2 separate regions of the Ovis aries genome follow, and region 2 is linked to region 1. The links are chromatin contacts, called in public Hi-C maps. All regions are on one chromosome and are shown on one strand. The core of a region is the stretch at or near the end of the contact, and the rest is flanking DNA. Distances in the headings are between cores, read along the strand shown.

Region 1 (2,700 bases), core at 116-2,615:
GCATTGCCTTTCTTTGGGATTGGAATGAAAACTGACCTTTTCCAGTCCTGTGGCCACTGCTGAGTTTTCCACATTTGCTGGCATATTGAGTGCAGCACGTTCACAGCATCATCTTTCAGGACTTGAGACAGCTCAACTGGAATTCCATCACCTCCACTAGCTTTGTTCCTAGTGATGCTTTCTAAGGCCCACTTGACTTCACATTCCAAGATGTCTGGCTCTAGATTAGTGATCACATCATCATGACTATCTGGGTCGTGAAGATCTTTTTTGTACAGTTCTTCCATGTATTCTTGCCACCTCTTCTTAATATCTTCTGCTTCTGTTATTAGCTATTTATCCTTCAGTCTCATATCTCCCTGGTGACCCATCCAGAGGCACTCAAGACCTATCCCTCAGGTCTAACCTCTCCCATAGACAGTGAGCTCAATGGGTACAGAGCCTGAGCCCGTCTTGTTCACCACCGTGCCTCCAGCGTCTAGCGCTGTGCTCTACCCATAGACTGGCTGGTTTACAAGCTCAATCAAAGTCGGATGGAAGAATGAACGGTTGAAACCATCCGCCAGAAAGAAGAGCCTAACTCCACCAGGCACTTGTGCAATCAAAAGTTGTGTACAGTAATTCCAAGTGTTCCTTTGGAGTAGACTGAGGCGTGTGCACAGGGTAACTGGGAGAAATAATGTTAGGATAGTCTCTTCCCTCTAATAAGCACCTCTGAACATCTGTGCCAGATTCTATGCTGAGGAAAAAAAAAAAGCCAACGGATGGACTAAGTGGGGCCCCGTTAGTCCTGCGAGGGTTCTTAGCATATAAACCTGATGAAGTCCCCCGCCCACTAACAATCCATAGGAGCTCCCAGCCGTGTCCGACTCTTTGAGACCCCATGGACTGTAGCCCGCCGGGCTCCTCTGTCCATGAGATTCTCCAGGCAGGAATACTGGAGTGGATTGCCATTTCCTACACGGCCTATCCGCCATATAATCTGAAGGGAATCCCAGAAAGTCCAATAAAAGACCCCGGCTTAAGTATCCCTAGATAGAAAGAGGAATGTCAAATCAGGGCTTGGAGCGAGAGCCAGGCCAAGACAAAACCGAGGGCGGAAGCCACGGCTTCGGAGGAGGTCGCGGAAACAAGGCCTTTAGGGCCCGGGCAGGGACGGCCACGGGAGGCCCGTAAGTTTTGAGAAACTCGTCCCATTCGCCAGAAACCAGTAAGCCGAGACAACGTTTCCGGGTGAGAAGGACCGCAAACCGCAGGCGGGCTCAGAAAGATGACGCGAGCGGCGCGCGAAGACACACATCCGCCCCGCCCGATGCATTGTGGGGCTTCAAGTCACCAATTGGACAGCAGTCTCGCGAGCAAGCGAGATTCACGCGAAAGTCGGGGATCTAGAGGAGAGGTTCCCGTCCCCGTGGCAGGGATGGGCCAATCCCAGGGCGTCCGGTCCCCCCGGGGCGCGCCGACGCCGGGGCACGTGCCCGCAGCGGCCGCGACCCGGGTAAAGGGCTTAAGAGGGGTCTGGAGTCAAGACGGGCTTCCGGCCGGCGAAGCTCGCAGGCTGCCGGGGAGTCCCGCGTCCGCACGCCGCCGCCGTGGGCAAGTCCCAACCCTGACTGAACAAGGAGCCCGCTGGAAACGCGGTCCGGCCTTCAGTGCCCTCACCTGTGAGACGGGCCCAGGGCTGCCCCGAGGCCAGGGGAGTTGGGGTGCGTGGAACGCGCCGCCGGCTAGGAAGCGGGGCGAAGGCCAGGCGGGACTCGGCGGCTCCGGAAAGCGGGCGCCCGGCTCCACCAGCCCGGGAGGCTGACCGCGGATCACGCGCTGAGCAGAGCCCGCTGTCCTTGTCTGACTTCCGGGGCCCGCCGTCCAGAGTGGGCTTGTGGCGGTGCGAACCGCCTGCTCGCCTCGTGTCGTCTTACTAGGTCTTAGCAGCGGTATGGGGCGGCGTCGTAGAGGGGCGTCAGTGCTGACGCCGCACAGCCTGGGCGCGAAGGAGCCAGGGTTGGACCCAGGTGTCCACCTGCTCAGCCCGCAGGCCTTCCACCAGGTGGCTCCTGCACCCAGAGGAGCCCATGCAGCTCCTCCAGAAGGTACTCGGCTCTCGTCGGTGAGAACCGCCTGGCCCTCGTGCCCCCTTGATCTCCATCGTCGACCGCGGTGTCTGGAAGACCAGGCTCCTGGTCTTCTGGGAGCATACTCAGGATCCTGGAAGGGCGGGCGGGAGCTGCGAGTTTCACCTTAAAGCGAGGGACGGGCCATAAGCAGGCTAGGCATGGCCACCCCGGGACCCTTTCCCCAAAGAACCAGAGCCACCCACCGCCGCATTAGGAGGTGTGATCCCCCTCTAGAGGAGGGGCTCTTGACCCTTGCGGTCATCACAGCAGCCCCTGCCTCACTTTCTTTGTTAACAGACTTAAAAAGTTTCTGGTTTGCTGCAAAGAGTAAAGGGGTACCTCATGCCATCACCACACACAGCACAATTTCCTTTATGATTGACATGTTAGTATCTCCTTTGTTACTAACATATTATGTGGTTGCTGCGTTTGCTACAATTGATTAACGGTACAGACACGTTACTGTTAACTGGAGTCCACAGCTTGTTCAGAGTTTCTTCGTTTTTTCCCCAGTATGTTTCTTCTGCGTCAGGAGCCCGGCCAGAATACTGCATCACGTGATTGTCCACCTGACTTTTTCATTGTG
Region 2 (2,700 bases), core at 200-2,699, 110 kb after region 1:
CCATCGGTTCTCCTGAAAAGGAAGTCCAGAGATTGAGGCCAATTTCAATCACAATGGCCTGATCAAGGCAAAAAAAAATACTATTTCGCTCTCTAGGACAGTTATCCGAAAAGTCTATGAAGCAGAAGCTTGTGGTTACTACAACTGGGCAGAGTCTCAGGGCAGTTAAGGGCCTTGCCCAAGATAACCAACCACAAGTGCATGTGCATGCTATCACCCTCCAGGCAAACAGGTTTTTAAACGCTACACACAAACTTCACCCCTTCTTTGGGGCTCCAGTGCCTAAAGCACCCCACCCTGTTCTCGGGTGCCTACCTGTGTCAGTCCTCACTGTGAAGGACCCTCCTGCAGAAGACTCCCAGGCATACTGCTCATCATCGTTATGTTTGGTGATGACGGTCACTTTCTCAGCCACCAAATAGGCTGAATAAAACCCGACACCAAACTGGCCAATCATGGAGATATCAGCGCCAGCCTGCAAAGCCTCCATGAACGCTTTGGTCCCAGACTTGGCGATGGTGCCCAGATTATTAATCAAATCGGCCTTGGTCATCCCAATGCCGGTGTCCACGATGGTGAGGGTTCGATCTTGCTTGTTCGGTATGAGATTAATGTGCAGCTCTTTCCCCGAGTCTAATTTACTGGGATCGGTCAAGCTCTCATACCTGATCTTGTCCAGGGCCTATTTAAAAAAAGACACGTGATGACACGCAACTTCCCCCCTAAAACAGTGCCCTTTCACACAAACACCCCACTCCGCAATGAGACTTACGTCTGACGAGTTTGAAATCAGCTCCCTCAGGAAAATCTCTTTATTCGAGTAGAAAGTGTTGATGATCAATGACATCAACTGGGCAATTTCCGCCTGGAAGGCGAACGTCTCCACCTCCTCCTCCTCCATCGGCTGGTCCTGGGCCTGGGTCTCCTCGGGCATCTGCCGGGGAACGCGGAGCCCGTGAGGCCACCGGCCGGACCCCTCCCCGCCGCGTCTCGCTCCCGCTCCCGAGACCGGGGCGCGCGGGAGGCGCCGGCTGACAAAGGATGACCTCATTCCGGGGGCCGGGCGCCGCCGCTGCCGCCGCCGCCCACGCCGGCCGCACGGCCGCCGCTCGGCCCGGGCGCCCCCACCCGCGGCCCGGGGACCCCCCTCCGGGGCCGCAGACCCCGGCCCTCACCATCCCGCACGACCCCGGAGCCCCGGGGCCCACTCGCTCCCGACGGCGGGGGGAGGGCGGGGGGGAGGGGACGGGAGACCGCCGCAGGCCCGAGGCCTACCGGGTTAATCACGGCCGCCCCGGGCCCGCCGGCCTCAGGGGGCTCCGGGGGCTGCCCTCGCCGCCGCCCACCCGCCCGTGGATCCCCGCGTCCCCCTACAACCGCCTCCCCTCACCTTGGCTGAAGGACTAGCACGGGCTCCGCAGCGACGCAGCACCGGGACGCAGAGGCAACTGGCGCGCCGCCCCCGCGCCGCCCTTATATAGAGGCGGGCCCGCCCAGCGCGCGGCGCCTTTTCCAGAAGCCTCCCGAACCTTCCGGAAGAACCCTCCCCAACCGCCGGAGCGGCCGCGCGCCTGCGCCTGCGCACTGGAGGCCGCCCGCCCCCTCCTCGGGGCCGCGCCGCGCGCTCCCACGCCTCAGGGCGCCTGCGTGCCAAGCGTGCCCGCGCCCGCCGCAGTGCGCCTGCGCTATCCGGAGCGTTCCGGCGGGTCTCGCGCCTTCCGGTGCCGCCGTTCCCAGCCCTACCTGCCCCGGCGCGCGGCGTTCTGCGCCCCGCCGGCCTCACACCGCTGGCCCGCCAACCCCGCTTGGCGCGCGTCGGCCTAACGCTCCCCCGACCCAAACCTCTGTCCAGGCCCCGGGGGCTGATCGCCCGTGCCAGCAGCTCTGGGAAGTCCAGAAAAGTAAACTCTCGGTGGTTAAAGCGTGTCCCCAGATAGTGTGCGCTCCGGATCCCCCCAGCATCGGGACCCCCCGACTATGGGCCTGGGGCTAGGTTTCGAGCCTTGAGGCCGCGCTTAGGGGATCAAAGCCGGGGTGAGGGGTCCAGTCCCGTGTCACAGGTATATGCTTGGGGCATTGATCGCAGGCTCAGGTCCATGGTTAGGGGTTTGGGGGGGTCCGGGCAGCGATTAGAGGGTCTAGGGCGCATCTCTGCCAGGGGCAGCGGTTATAGGTTCAGGGCCCTAGGAATTCGGGCAACAAGTGCCTGCCAGAGCCTCGTTAACGCGGAGGCTCAGAGCCCCAGCCTGGTTGTGGGGCGCAGAGGTCTGTGAGCGAGGGGTGACCAGCGTGTGTGCAGGGGGAGCAGAGGGGAACTCCAGAGCCTCGTGGGTCTGTTCGGCTGGTTCTGAACCAGAGGTGGGCCCTGGAACAAACCACCATTCCCCCGCCACTCCAGTATGGGGACTCGTCCTGTCCTTAGGCCCGATTGCGCCCAAGGCAGGGGGAGCGGTGGCGCGGGGAATGTTAAAAGGGGACACAGTCCCGAATTCTCCCGGCCTTTGCTTAGTTCTTTGAGCCTTTGTACCTACTTTGTGCTGTGCTTAGTCGCTCAGTCGTGTCCAACTCTGCGACGGTAGCCCGCCAGGCTCCTCTGTCCAGGGGGATTCTCCAGGGACGAATACTGGAGTAGGTTGCCATGCCCTCCTCCAGGGGATCTTCTCGAACCCAGGCCTCCTGCATTGCAAGAGGATTCTTTAC

What was found. Hi-C and Micro-C count contacts between places; a contact is called where the count stands out from the background.
Region 2: a Hi-C map of blood shows a contact between it and region 1, with 2.2 times the contacts expected there. The contact joins the promoter of HSP90AA1 here to the enhancer-like site in region 1. A contact is called at or near these places in 2 of 16 Hi-C or Micro-C datasets (both in blood).

What each region holds. Positions count from the first base shown.
Region 1 is chr18:64,464,511-64,467,210 of ARS-UI_Ramb_v3.0, forward strand. LOC121817135 (a long non-coding RNA gene) reads right to left here. Exons shown (of 3, transcript XR_009597298.1): 2 at 1-2,700. Among named protein-coding and RNA genes, the nearest start is that of DYNC1H1, 18 kb to the right of the region's middle. Within about 2 kb of position 1,366, at least 48 of the 54 cell types and tissues checked have an H3K27ac peak or open chromatin away from gene starts, as enhancers often do.
Region 2 is chr18:64,575,356-64,578,055 of ARS-UI_Ramb_v3.0, forward strand. It overlaps HSP90AA1 (heat shock protein 90 alpha family class A member 1), which reads right to left and starts at 1,450. Exons shown (of 10, transcript XM_060401941.1): 1 at 1,391-1,450; 2 at 773-934; 3 at 316-682; 4 at 1-12. The coding sequence starts at 934.